Regions from separate parts of the Gossypium hirsutum genome. Here region 2 is linked to region 1. The links are chromatin contacts, called in public Hi-C maps. All regions are on one chromosome and are shown on one strand. Each heading gives the region's core, a stretch centred on a gene start, on an enhancer-like site or on the middle of the called end of the contact. The rest is flanking DNA. Distances are from core to core; before and after follow the strand shown. Region 1 holds the start of LOC107909731. Region 2 holds the start of LOC107909740 (oxysterol-binding protein-related protein 1D).

Region 1 (7,346 bases), core at 1,397-3,896:
TTTCCAATTCAGAATGTTCTCCTGGAACGTTTATTCCCCCATCAGCCATCTTTTTCCTAGCAGTTGACCTTTTATTTCTGTCAGAAGACAAACTCCGAGAGGTTTCATCCACATGAATTTGGCTTCCCAGATTTGCATCATTCAAAGCCAAACTTGGTCCATTATGAATCAAATTTTCCTCAAGTACACAGCCTGAATCCAACGCATCTTTCCCAGATTCAACAACTAAAGCACCATTTTCTTTAGAATCATGGTGAATGGCATATTTGTTTCTCTGGGGCACTTGATTTGTTTCACTAACTTCCTGCATTTTCATTGAAGAGATCAGACCAGGTTCAGATATTTCTCCACCTGCAGAACATTTTCCAAGAAAAGAAACTGGATCACCTTTACTGCCCAAATCTTTGTCTTTATTGGCTTCTACAGCCTGAAAAGTTTCCGCATGAACATCTTTTGCAGAAGAGACATCACTACCAACTTGACTAGGATTTGATTTTTGCCTTTTCCTGTTCTTCTTCCCACCGCTTGCATTGGCCGTCGACAAATGGTTTTGTTTTACAGATTCAGTATTCAAGGGGTCTACGACAGCCCTCGTATTTTCCAGTTTCTGACCTAAAGTGCAGTCAGAGGTTGCAGTATTGAGATCAGTAACTTGTTCTCCATTTTCTATTAAAGAATTGTCATTAACATCTTTCTTCTCGGCTTTGCGCTTTTTCTTCGATGCAGGCCGAGATTGAAAGGAATCTTCTTTTGACTCATGTTCCTGGTCCTTGTGAGCAACATCTTTATGTTTATCAGTTTCCAATTCAGAATGTTCTCCTGGAACGTTTATTCCCTCAACAGCCATCCTTTTCCTAGCAGTTGACCTCTTATTTCTGTCAGAAGACAAACTCCGAGAGGTTTCATCCACATGAATTTGGTTTCCCAGATTTGCGTCATTCAAAGCCAAACTTGGTCCATTATGAATCAAATTTTCCTCAAGTACACAGCCCGAATCCAAAGCATCTTTCCCAGATTCAACAACTAAAGCACCATTTACTTTAGAATCATGGTGGATGGCATATTTGTTTCTCTTTTTAGTTTTCTGCTTTTCCTTTAAAACAGATGTAGCCACAGAAGCTTCTAGATCTTCAAATATTTTGTCATCTCCAACATCTTTCGACTGTAACTTCGGCCTTGACCCCGTGTTGGTAGCAGGGAACGAAACCTGATTATTACTATCAGCTGTATGTTCAGCTTCCTTACACAAATTTTCTGAGTTTTCTTTGGTGGAATTACTAAAACCAAACTGTTGAGATGCAGAATTCTGTTTTGCATGACAGTCATCTCTGTCTTGTGGCAAAGGTGCATCATTGACATTGGACAATCTTTTGGCTGTATCAACAGGTAGAAGATCAACAACATCAACCGAATAATTATTAATTCCGGTACCGAAGCAGGATACAATGTTGCCAGCATCAGGTTCAATGGAATTATGATTTTCCCTATGCTCTTTAGCACTCGAGGCATCAACCAAAAGAAACCAACTCCTGCTCACTCCACCAAAAGCACTTTTCACAAACATGGAATCAGAAAGGTGATAAAGAAATCCTTTGCGCTTTACCTATTCATGTTAACAAAGCCATGTCAATGTAAACTTTAAATCAACAATAAGACATCCTTAACAAGTAGCATCATAACAGTACAAGATACAGCAACAACCTTTAACGCATTAATCTTTATCTCCCCAATGTTGGGAAAGCACAACGGGTGTTCATACAGTATCTTTTCTGCAAATCAGCAGCACATAGATATTACTAACTAAAACAGAACTTTACATCACTTGATCTTAAAGATGAAGTTGATACGCCAGTTACTAAAAGTTGATAAACTAAATTAAGATCAAAATATGTTAGACGACTAGAACCAGTGACTATTTTTGAGAATGATAAAGCACAAGGAGAAATAATACATAACTTCCATAACATAACTATATCTACATTCTACATATCAAAACAATGCACCATTTCTTCCTGTTCAAGCATTCTAGAGGAATTCTCAATGGCTACAACAACTTCAGCACTTCAATTCACCCAATTTTAGGTTAATTACAGGGGAAATTTTAGATTTCCTATTCAAGTTCTGATCCTTGAGGTCTCAAATGGATGAACACTCTGAACTGGTATTGAAAAATAAACAAAGTCTAACCCATAACGTTGCTTTAGTACTTTAAAGAAGATAAATTTGTATCCTCCAAAAGCAAAGAATGAAAATTTACTTAAAAAGACAAATGGTAAACCAAAACACCAAGAAATCAAAGATGAGAGGGGAAAGGGAGAAAGTCATACTTTTAAGATCGGAAACGGTTTCGGAGTCGGAGACGATCATGGCGAGGTGAGTATCAAGGTTGGTATCAATGAAAATACTGTGGTAGACATCGGAACAACCGCAACCGGAGGTGGAATCCGGCTTTTCCATTTCCTTTTTCAAAGGAAGACGGCGACCTAGAACCGGGGAAAAAAGGGTTTCGAGTTTTAAGTAGAAAAGGAAAAGGAAAAGGAAGTAGAGTTTTGCGGAATGAGGGGGGTTTTGTTAGTGTGGAAGACGAACAGACTTTGGCCTAAATGGCGGCATGCGAAACAAACTAACTAGAACATGTTGAAGCCTGTCTTGTCCTTTAAAACTGAAGTAGTGAGAATGGGCCTGTTTTTATATTTGAGTTCCAGATTAGTAAACTTAACCCATATAAATAGGAACTGGGTTAGGCTTCACCTAATCTCCATTTTTTTATGATTATTGGATATATCATAGTGAGAATTTTTTTTTTATTTTTTTTACACTTGAATACCTTGTCGTGTTATTTAATAAATATAATGTATTTTTAATTTTAAATTGATTATATTTTTAATCATTTACCTTAAATATATTTCAATACCAATTATATTAAAGATAATAAAAATACTAATTTTCATATTTTGTTTTTAATTATAAAAATTCACCTTCCCCATTTTTCTAAATACTTGGGTAAATATAATCTTATATAAATAACAAAAGTCAAAGTTTCTCACTGAAAAAGTAATATTCTCTTGACCTTTTTTGAAGAATTATTTGATTGTTTTTAAAAAAAATTATTAATTGCGTAAAAATTTAAATCTTCCTAAAATCGTGAGAAATTACTTTTACCTTTTTTTTTATTTCTTATATAACCGAAGCTGACAAAAATCCGATATGGATAGTCTACACTTTCGACATCTGTATAACTTTATATAAATAACATGTGTTTTCTATTTAATATTTTTAATTTTATGAAAATTAGTTTAAAAATCTTATTCATTTACTTTAATAATTTATATTTTACTTTATTACAGTATGTTACATAAAAAATTAATTTAAATAATTCTTTCCTATAATAATTTTATGGGTTAACTACATAAGTAGTCACTTTATTCAATTTTTTTTTCTTTTTGCCACTGAATTATAAAAATTTACGTTTTGGTTACTATTATTATCAAGTTATAAAGTTTTGGTCACTCGTTCGTTAGTGAGGGTTACATCCTTAACGAAAAAGTTACATGGCATATTAATCTAAAGGTTAATATCTAATTTAACCCTTAAACTATAGCTAAAACATTTAATTTAGTCCTTTTACAACTTTTTTTTTAATGATGATTCTAAAAATTTATCAAAAATATCTTTAAAAAATTCTGAAATTTCATTATTTATTTTTTGAAATTAAAAATATGTTTTTTAAAACTTATAATAAAGTAAAAAATCTTAAAAATAATCAAAATATCCTTTAAAATATCATAAATTCCAAATTTTATTTAAAAATTAAAAATATCAAAAAAATATTTAAAAATTCTAAAAATTCATTTTTTTAAAAATATTTTTAAAATATAATTATGTAAAAAAATTAAAATTAATAAAATATATAACTAGAAAACGAACTTCTTCATCATTATCATCAAGAGTTCCTTTTGGAAGCTGGCTTTCAATGGAATTTAGTCTTGGTTCAGATTTAGGTGGAAGAGATAGTGGCGGTGCTGGTTCATCGGCAGGAGGTGGCTCCGCTACGGTTAGTTGATATGGAAGGGATGTTGTCGAGTATCTGACAGTAGCAGATATGGCTGATGTAATGTTTAATTCAGGTAGCAGCAGCAATAGCATGTAATTTGTTTTTCCATGTGCGGAAGACAAATGGGAGGCTGCAGGTGGCGGTGTGAGGCAGCGCGGAGGAGATGAAATATTTGCTAAAGCTTAGAAATGTGATTCATGATGGGGTCTATCTCTTTCATGCGCATATCACGATGACTATGCTGAAGTTTGATGTTTTTACAATAATTTACCTCACATATACATTACACACTCATCCAATTTGTTGTTTATCTAACAACTTTTGTTTGGTTTTTTGTAACATTATTGGGTTTGGATTATGGAAACAAAAACTTACTCCACTACTTAATAATTTGTTGTTGTTTCCGTCAATTTTTTTACATGATTACAATTTTAATTTTTTTATATAATTTCTAAGAAATAAATAATGAAATTTTTAAAGGATTTTATGATTTTTTACATAATTCTAATTTTAAAAAATATTTTTATAGTTTTAAAAATAAATATTTTTCTTAATTTTTAAAGAACTTTTTATATTTTTAGGATTTCCCAATAATTGTTTTAGAATTATGAGTAAAAAAATTGTAAAAGGACCAAGTTGAATGTTTTGCTATAGTTCAAGGGTCAAGTTAGATATTAACCCTTGAGTTAAAGTGCCACAATCACTTTTTCCTCATGGATTTAATGGCAGGATGAGAGACCAAAACATTATAACTCGATAATATTAATGACCAAAACATAACTTTTCATAGTTTAATGGCAAAAAAAAAAAGAGAAAATTCACCAAAGATTTGTGACTATAGTTTACCTTTTCTAATTTTATTTAATAAAATCTCTAAATTCTAAATAATTATTAAGCCTAAATTACTCTCAATTTAAAATGTATACAGTCAATTCTCTCCATAACAGTCAAGTTTGTTGTAGAACCAATTTTTTTTATGTTATATTCTTACCTTCTATAACAACTTTTCATCTATAACACAACACAGTAAAATATGAAGTACACTATTTTTTCTAAATTAGTTCTTTAATAATAACTTTTTTCTCAAATTTTAGTAAATTAATTCTATTCCTAAAGGAAATAAAAATAATAAATTTTAGTTAAGATATTATTTCAATAAAATATTTAAGTTTTATATAAAAATATACTAACAATATTTTGAGCTTGCACAATATACTTATAGCCATATACCATAGCTGTAGTTGAGATGTTTGAGTCTGCAACTAACCTATTGGTCTTACCTCTCACGACAGATAGCGAAGCAAAACAGTGACGCTTAGATGTTCGATTTCATCGAAAGCAAGGTTTTATCTGTGCAAGTGAGCTTGCTTTCATTCTTAGTGTATATATATATATATAAAGAAGAAGAAATCTTTCAACAATCACACTTTCTGATTATCTGAAGTTTTCAGGTTGAAGGCATTAAGAAGATATCAAAATATGTTGGAGATTGGGATTGGTTTTTACTGCTAAACGAAATTGGGATTGGTTTTGATTGAGATGTCATCAAGTTTGGTAGGCATGTATTTGTGATTGGCCTTTCGTATTTATGTTAGCAACAGTCAAAATTGTTATACTTGAACCTTTTATGTTGCATAACAAATTTGATGTGAGATAATGTACAAATTTATAAATTATAAGATAATTTTTTTCTTCATTTACTAGTGTTTTTAATTATTTTTATTATTTAATGTTTTTTAAATTATTAATATTATAATAAAATTTAATTATGAAAATTCTCTAAATAATTATTTAAAGAATATAAAAATCATAAATTCTTTTTACTTATGGTAACCATTCATAACTACCGCCAGCATAGAGCAATGAGTAAATAATTATAAAGAGTGACTTTACTGAGGAATTTAACCCTATATTGACAGCAATAAAAAATTAAAAAAAAACTTTCTTTATCTATGGAAATCTATTTTAATCCATCACTGAAATTATGGTGGAATGACATTCAAAAGATGTTTTACTGACGGACAAACAATCATTATAATACAAAAGGTATAGGTCATTTCGTTGTGTATCTCTGTTGACCATCAGTGTAGGTCATTTGAACTTATAGCGACAGATTTTTATACTTATATTGACGAATTTTTTGCCCATCTGTTTATGGCAGTTTTGTTGTAGTCATCAGCACTTCAAGAAATTGACTTTCATGGAATACAGCTCTTTAAGGTGACAACTTTGAAGTTGGTCACTCTAGGTGCCAACTTCTTCTCTTTTTTCCTTCAATTTAATGTAAATTTTATCATATTTTCATAGTATTGATTTCCCTTTGATATGTACGGAAAAAAAGTTTTTTTTTTATCATTTGCCACCATATTTTTGTCTTTTTGAACTTAGATCAAAGTTGGCATGCAACTCAAACAAAATTAGGGAGAGAAGAATTTCGATTGACAAACTCTACAACCCAACCTTGACAACGATGGGTGGTCGCTGTTAAACTATAGCAAGAAATAGAAAGATAAAAGAGGTTTTATGAATCAAGAAGAATATATTGAAAAATTATCTTTTTGTACAGTGGCTGCTAATGCTTTTATACATTATAGCAAAGCATGCTATCTATAGAGAATAAACTAACTGTCAACTAACTAATAGCTAAAAGATTAACTGACTTATCAGTTACTCTAACATCCCCCCGGTTTCTTGAAACTTGAACATTAAGGTCACCATCACTCGAATGAACTCGAAGAGCATGTCAAAATGAGGTAAATTGTTTGGGTGTGATGGGCTTTGTGAGAACATCAGCAGCTTGTTTTGTTGATGGAACAAAATTAACCTGCAGTGTACCATCAAGTACTTTTTCGCGAGAAAAATGATGATCGATCTTTACATGTTTTACTCGTGCATGATGTGTGGGGTTTGCAACCATTGAAACTATAGAAGTGTTGTCACACCAAACCACTGGTGACTGACAGATTAGCATACCAATTTCATTTAGCAACTGTTTAACCCATAACAACTCAGATACGCAATTGGCCAAGCTGCGATATTCTGCTTTGGACGAAGACCTGGACACTAGTGCTTGCTTCTTGGAACACCATGTAACAGGGTTAGGTCCTAGATAAACAACATATCTTGTGGTGGAACGTTGATCTTTAACAGATGAAGCCCAGTCAGTATCAGAGTAACAGACTAATTCAAACTGACCTTTTGAGAAGTAGAGGCCATGATCCATGGTTCCAATAAGATATCTCAACACTCATTTAACTACCTTCCAATGAGTGTCACTTGGAGAATTCATGTA
Region 2 (7,346 bases), core at 2,860-5,359, 360 kb before region 1:
TTTCCCCATTCCAAGGCTCGATCAACCAAGTATGAATACTCCAAATCCTCAAAGCATTTCTGCAGTGAAGAGAGTGGTTCATTAAAGTACACAGGAAGACAGACACCAGATAAATCCTTTCCGATATTATCCTTGATAATAGACCACAAGCCAACTGGCTTCTCTTTCTCCTTTGGTTCTGGCAGGTTATCCCTTCTTTTGACATAAGGATATTGAATGATCCTGATTTCCTTTTCAGGCCCCCACACACAATCAGAAAATGAAGCATCTTTGTCAAACACACAGCCACTTCCACTTTCTCTACACCGATAGGAAGCACTTCTTAAAGCTTCTGAAGACAAAAAGTCATTTGTATCAAAATATATTCCATCATCTTCATCTGTTTCAACATCTGCACCATCTTGACTTTCATTATCCGCATCAGAATCAGTTGCACTACCTTCTGACATGACAGAGTAGAAATCTGAAACATAAAGCAAGAGAGTTGTTCAACTTCTATATCTACAGAACACTGGGTAAGGAAAAGAATCTAATCATGTAACTTCTCTTCATGGAAAAGTCACTTTTCTAGAGTAATTTAGCTAAATCTTCCTGCAGTCAATCAAGCAATCATTCAACCAACATGTGATCTAGGGCTCCCAATCAAATTTCCCACTTAAAATTATGAAATAATAATTTGCCCACAAATAATTCTGCAATGCTTAATAAATGTTACACAGACTGACATGTGAAAGGGGGGGAATTACAAAAAGAAATTTACTATAATTAAAAGCAAATCTAACCACTAAATCGTCCACAATATGACTTGCGTTCCTTTGTTTCATCAACTACAGTAGTTTCCAGCTCTAATTTCTCAGTCTGCAAACAAGTCAGAAGATGGAAATTACACATCAAAAGAAAATTTTTACAGAGTTGACTTTATTCATATTCAAGAAAAGACTCATGTAGATAATATAACTTCATAAGACAAGTAAACGAATATGAAAATACAAGGCAATAGGTGAAAAGGGAAAATGGCTCTGCATATTTTAGTAAAATACAACATTTAAAAATAAGGGAGATTTTCGTTATTGTGATAGCCTCCTATAAATTTATTCATGCATAGTAACATACTAATTAAGCGTCTAAACCAAATTAAAGTGATTCTTAAATGCTGTTTCAAATATCTTAAGACCAAATTACAAACACCACAATCTATGAGATTGGCAGAACATACTAATAAAGTGTCCAAAACAAATTCAACTGATTCTTAAGTTGCTGTGTCATATATCTTACATCAAGATCAAATTACCAACACCACAATCTATGATATAGGCAGAACATTAGATAATTCATATCAACTCAAGCTACAAGGGCATATCGGAAGAGAGTTTAAAGAATACAGGTCAATGCTATCTTCTTTCTTCCATATATTTGATTACTGAATCATGCAATTCTACAATGGCAAATCAAATGTACCTCTAATTGCCGCAAGGTGTCCAGTAACTTAATATGTTTGCGTTGAAGGGCCTTGAGCTGATTTTGCATCTCAGAAAGTTCTAAAAGCATTATTGACTCACAGTCTTTAATGACTGCCTCACCAATGCCTTCCTGTAATAAGCGTGACCTTAGCTTATCAGTTGAGATGACAACATCCTCAGAAGGTTGAAAATCATTACTTGACAGCACTCTAGGGAAAAGATCTTTAGCAGCCAGCAAGGCCTCAATCCATGCAGTTCTGTCCTCTCTTGACACACATCGCAAATGAAGAGTCTTTGTTCCCGTGAATATGGTCAGCCTTTTATCATCTGACTTGCTTGCACGAATCGAAGAAACCTGAGCATTATTTTCCAAACTTTTCAGCCATCTTTCCCCAAAAACAGAATAAAATATATTAGAACCTAATTTTCTAAGAGCCAGTCAAAGCGGTGGAGGATGGCAAGAGAAGTACTCATTGTTGAAACAATGATATGAATTAGGGCATTGTCTTTCTTTCTCTTGAAATGTGCTTTCTCTTTTCTTTTTTTGGTCAAAGTGTGTTTTAGCTTTCTGATGGGCATCGTCTTTTTTTTTAATTAAAAAAAATAAGTGTAGAACTTGTGTATGTGTCATGCTTCAATAAAGTAGGCTGATTTCGCAGTCTGATTCTCATTAGAAATGATGTCTACTTTCTTATTGATCTTTCTCCAAAGAGTTCATCAGAATGATGCAACTGCAAGAGAATGTCCGGAATTACATTTGGGTGGCTTATTGCCACAATAACGGGAAAAGGAAGCATGTAAAAAGCTAGTCTACTATATAGACTTTCTGCAAATGTTAGTGATCTTAATATTAGAAACCATAGAAACAGACTTTTGCAGAAACAAGTACTTGCATACTTCAAAGCATCCAAGCTCAGAATTTCCTTCTCTTTTTTTAACAATGAACCCAAAAGGATCTTCTCTTTACTCCCACTAATCCTCCAAGAGGATGTCTGAAACTATATTTCGATGGTTATGGCCGCAATAATGGACAAAAGAAGTATGTAAAGGGCTAATCTACTATATGGACACCCCTCAGGGACTTAGAAATCTCTACATTAGAAACCATACAAGCAGACTTTCGCAAAAACAATTATTCCATACTTCAAAGCATCCAAGCACAGAATTTTCTTTTTTGAGAATTAACCCAAAAGAACCTTCTCTTCTCTATTACTAATCCTCCGATCTTTCGCGGTCTCTAGCTTCGGTCCGATGGGACCTTCCTAGTGGCTCTATTGAAGGAAAGTGGCATAGGAAGAAATAATGCTAAAGAATTTCCAACATAATTTTCTAGTACTAAATTTCAAGGCATGCATCAACGACTACATATGAAGAATTAAAAATTACAAAAAGGGAAAGTTTATGGTACGTATATTCTTTTTCCTTCAAATAAAATACCGAAAGAACCGGCCCTTTTGCCACGGCAATAAGAATAACATAAAAAGCGGAAATGAAATCAGAACTGAGTGATAAAAGGGAGAAAGCAAAATAACCTTCAAATGGATTTCACCAAACGGCTTGCACTGAGTTGTCACCGAGTTAACCCGATTGCTACTCCAGTTAGCTTTCCTCATATACCGGACCGAGTCCTCGCCGATCACTCGTACGCTCTTCTCCCTTGATGGACTCATCAAAATCTTATCAGGTCCGTGAATCTTATAATACGAGAGAACTCCGTCTTCCAAAACGAACCACCGCGACCTCCATCCCTTTCCATAATTCACCCATTTGTACAGGATCCCGGCGACGCCGTGGGCGGCGTTAACCTCTCCGATAATAGGTTCGTCGAATATTGCCATGGAGGTGTGATTCATTACCGACGGCGAGGATCTGTCAGTGTCGGCGTTGACTGAGGAGACTTGTGAGGAGAAACTCGGTTTCGAATAGTTAACTGTTCTGACGGAAGGTTCGATGCTTAGCTGACATTGCGGACCCGATTTGGTAACCACCGGGTTAGCTCGGTCACGATCGATGGAAACCGGAGCAATGCAGCACAGAGGATTCATCTCTTTCCAAACTTAAAAGCAATAACAACAACAAACAAACAAATCTTACATTTAAGACGACGACGTTGGATCGGATTCAAATAAATGCCCGGGACAAAGAGAAGCAGCGGAAGAGCAGTAGGAGAAGCTCCGATTGGGGAAGAACCAGGCCGGATCCGAGGGAATGTGAGACCCGATCGGAGCTCGAAACGGAACGTTTTCGAAATGACATAGAAACGGAGAAATATAGAAGGTGAAAGGCGGAGGGGGAAGTTACGAGAAGTTATAAAGAAGCGTTGCAGTGCGCACACAGATCCATTTAAGGCAGTGGTCAGTGATTTCAGTATAGGAGTCAGGGAGGTCTCGATGCGCAGGTTAAGCTAAACGCCATTAAAATTAAATCCAATATATAAATGCATGGGATTTTCTTTTCCCTAAAAATAATTAAAAATTTAAAAATGTTGAGGTTTTTTTATTTGGGGGGGGGGGGTTGTTTTAACGATTTGGTGTTTCCGGGGTGACGATGATTGTGGGTGGGGGAGGCAGCTAACGTGCGCACTTTTGTGTGTGATTGAAGAACTGGAGGGGGAGTGTTTGTCCGTTGGGTAAATCTGGCCCCTTCTCCCGTTCATCTCATAATGACGTTTTTGTCCCTATCTTGCACATTTATTATTAAAATGATGGCTATGTTTTTCTAAGGGTGTTGTGGTGATTTCCTACCTGATTGTGAAAGGGATTAATGAATGAAAAGATGGGGGATTTTGATGCCCGTAATAGAGCAGCAGTGAGGCCGGCAGACCACTCGCTTTTTTCATTTTTACCAATTTGAATAATTAATAATAATAAAATATGTGCTTAATTTCATTAAACCCACTTTAATCTAACCAAATCATTAATCATTATTAATTTTTAATGATTTGGTCTGCCTGCCTCATTAAAGAAAGTAAATGGTAGCTATGGTAAAACCGGGGATAAGTAATAAAAGTGGAAATATCAACAGCATCATTGAAGTTGGTTTTAATGAGTGTGATGCGGGTCAGACATATTCAATTTCAACGTCATTGCTGATGCTGCTAATGCTTACTGAAACCTGCCACTCCCGCTCTGGATCGCTTTCAACAACAACACATAAAAAAAGGAAAAGGTTTTACTCGCCTGGGTAAAATCAAATTACCAAGTTTGAATTGATTGGGATCAGGTCTGTTTGTTTCTCAATTTTAAATTTTGTGTTTCATCCTCTTTTCTTTATAATCTAATTGTTTTTATTTTAAATAATTGCTTGTATACAAATTTAAAATTACTCACTTTTCTGTTTTGTATGAAAACTTTCCAACAATTATATTAGATTTTATTAAATATGGAATGGAGTTAAAAGCTTTCGACTGGTTTTTATAAGACTTCGTCAACATCGATGCAGTTTGAATTGACTTCCCAATTTTGTTTGGAATTTGCATATAAGTTCATATATTCAAAGCTTCTTACCTTGACAATTTGTATTTATATTTTTTTCTTTTTCAACTTTAACTAGTATTTAAACTTAAAAATCATAAATTAAGTTACTACTTTTTATTCTTACTTACTGTATTTAAAACAATCAATTAAATTACTACATGTGTATTAAAAATACATAATGTGAAATTCTTTTCTTTTAATTTATATTAATTAAAAATAAAAATAAAAATAATTATTTAATTCATCTTCTCCACTTTCGATTCTTCTCTAATTTTCAGCCAAAAATTAATTTTCATTTTCTAATAATCAAAAACCAATATCCCAAAATTCCATATCTTAATCCCCAATCTCTCTACTTTTGTTTCTTCTTCATACCAGAAAGAATCAACATTGCATCTTATTTTGAGGTTGAGAGATGGAGCTCGCAAATCCAACCAAGACAATTTGATAGTGTTGTGCCCTAATATAGGTGAGAGCTAAGAAGTGAGGCCATAACAATCAGTTAAGGTTCAAAAAAGTCTTCATCTCCAAAAATTTTAGGTTAAAAAAATTGTATTCATCTTCAAAAAATCTCAAACTCTGATTCTTAATTTCTCCAACATCAATTGACCATTGTTTCTTATTTGGTGAGCTCTCTTAAAAATGCTTTCAAAATTATCTCTTAAAAATCCCAAATCTCTATGGTTGGTTGAATGGTTTCTTATTTAGATAAAAAATTTTAGGAAATGGACAGAAGATTAAGGGTGTAAAAAATAACAAGACAGAAAACTTGATTTACTTGAATAGTTTTCGAAGAACTGTATGATGCGAAAGAAAAAGGAAAATTAATTAATTGAAAATATAGATGAAATTAAGATAGATTGAAATTCTTTTTGACACATGGCATTAAATGATAGGTCAAAATTACAAAAATTAATAGCGTAAAAAAGTACTAAAAATTACCAATTTGACGTATGATTTTCAAGTTTAAATATCTAAAGAAAAAAAAAAGAAAAAAAGATATAAAGTAAGTACAAATATTAACCTTTTGCATAAATTTGAGTTTACATGCAGCTGGGTAGCTTTAACACAATAAATTTATAAGAGCTGGACTCGTGAAACTCTGCCATTAAAGTGCAATTATTTGTAGATAACTTAATTAATGCATTTGCAGATTATCAATACTCAAAGCCGCTTCGATGCGTTTTCTTTCTTTTTTCTTTTTCAAGTTAATAAATGTAAGTAAAATTAGAAGTAATATATATGTTAATTAAAGGGAGAGATCTACAAAATTAAACAACTAAAGTAGTTTATATTTTTTTATACTATTAATATTTTAGTGATTTAACTGTTGAATTTTTATATTAGTGTAAGTGAATTTCTGTTTCTAAATTAATTATAGTTGGAATTAATTATTATACAGCACAATCAAACTAATATTAAAAATATATTTAGAGTCAAGTCAAAATAATCTGAAAATTACTCATACATTATAAAATTTAAGCCAAAATAAATCTAAAAACACCTTCACATAGTTTATGCAGTGGAAGTTGAACCTAGGTCATCATATCCCAAGGCCTTAGCCTTTATCAACAAAGCAAAGGCTTCATTAGTCAATAATATACTTCTATTCATAACACATCCCCCAACTCTTAAAATAGAGGAAAAACACATTTAAACATGCTTAAATCCATGTCTTCTTGGTTGCTGCAATAGTAATTGTTGCAATTGAGCCCAAGTGAGATCGATGATGCCATCTATGTGTCTCACAAGGCCATCAGGATCACACATGACCACACTAAGGCTCGCCCTTCCTCGCACTATGTTAAGGGCCAAATCAACATTAAGCTTCATATTTCTCCCCTTCAATGAGCTCCAACATGATAGTTGTGGCCTAAGCAGTAACATCAACCTTTAGATTAAGTTATGTATACAGAAGTCACAGTGCAGTCCACTCGCATTATTAAGCACAATGTGAGACAATGTACTCTTCCCATGCAAGATATTATTGTTGCGCACGGTTCAAAAATGTCATACCAAAACTAGCAAACTCGTGAAAGCCTCATTATCTACCCTTCTCATCCTAAGCTCAAGCCATTTGATACAACTCACTATATCAACATGAAGCAAATCATCATTAATACCAGTTAGCATAAGGGCCTCATGAGATACCTAATACTTGTTGGATCACCGGTATGCCTCGTGGTGTAACGAAAAATAAATTTTGGCGATCACAAGCCGCAAATCCATGTGCAAGGAACAAATCAGGTTGAAAAAGGGTCGAAAATGTACTCGTAAAATCTAGAAACAACATTGGTACGAAAGTGATTCCTTTATCTATGTCAAAATCCCAGCCGCAATGTAAAATCCTGGCCTCTACGTAATCCACTCGGAAGTTTACAATAAAAAAAATCTCAAAGAACTTTTATAA

What was found. Hi-C and Micro-C count contacts between places; a contact is called where the count stands out from the background.
Region 2: a contact with region 1 is called in a Hi-C map of leaf, with 1.8 times the contacts expected there. The contact joins the promoter of LOC107909740 here to the promoter of LOC107909731 in region 1. A contact is called at or near these places in 5 of 34 Hi-C or Micro-C datasets (all in leaf).

Annotation. Positions count from the first base shown.
Region 1 is chrD02:58,442,027-58,449,372 of Gossypium_hirsutum_v2.1, reverse strand. LOC107909731 reads right to left here and starts at 2,646. Exons shown (of 6, transcript XM_041088891.1): 1 at 2,328-2,646; 2 at 1,702-1,769; 3 at 1-1,603. The coding sequence starts at 2,457.
Region 2 is chrD02:58,805,456-58,812,801 of Gossypium_hirsutum_v2.1, reverse strand. It overlaps LOC107909740 (oxysterol-binding protein-related protein 1D), which reads right to left and starts at 4,109. Exons shown (of 8, transcript XM_016837378.2): 1 at 2,993-4,109; 2 at 1,459-1,815; 3 at 783-858; 4 at 1-463. The coding sequence starts at 3,505.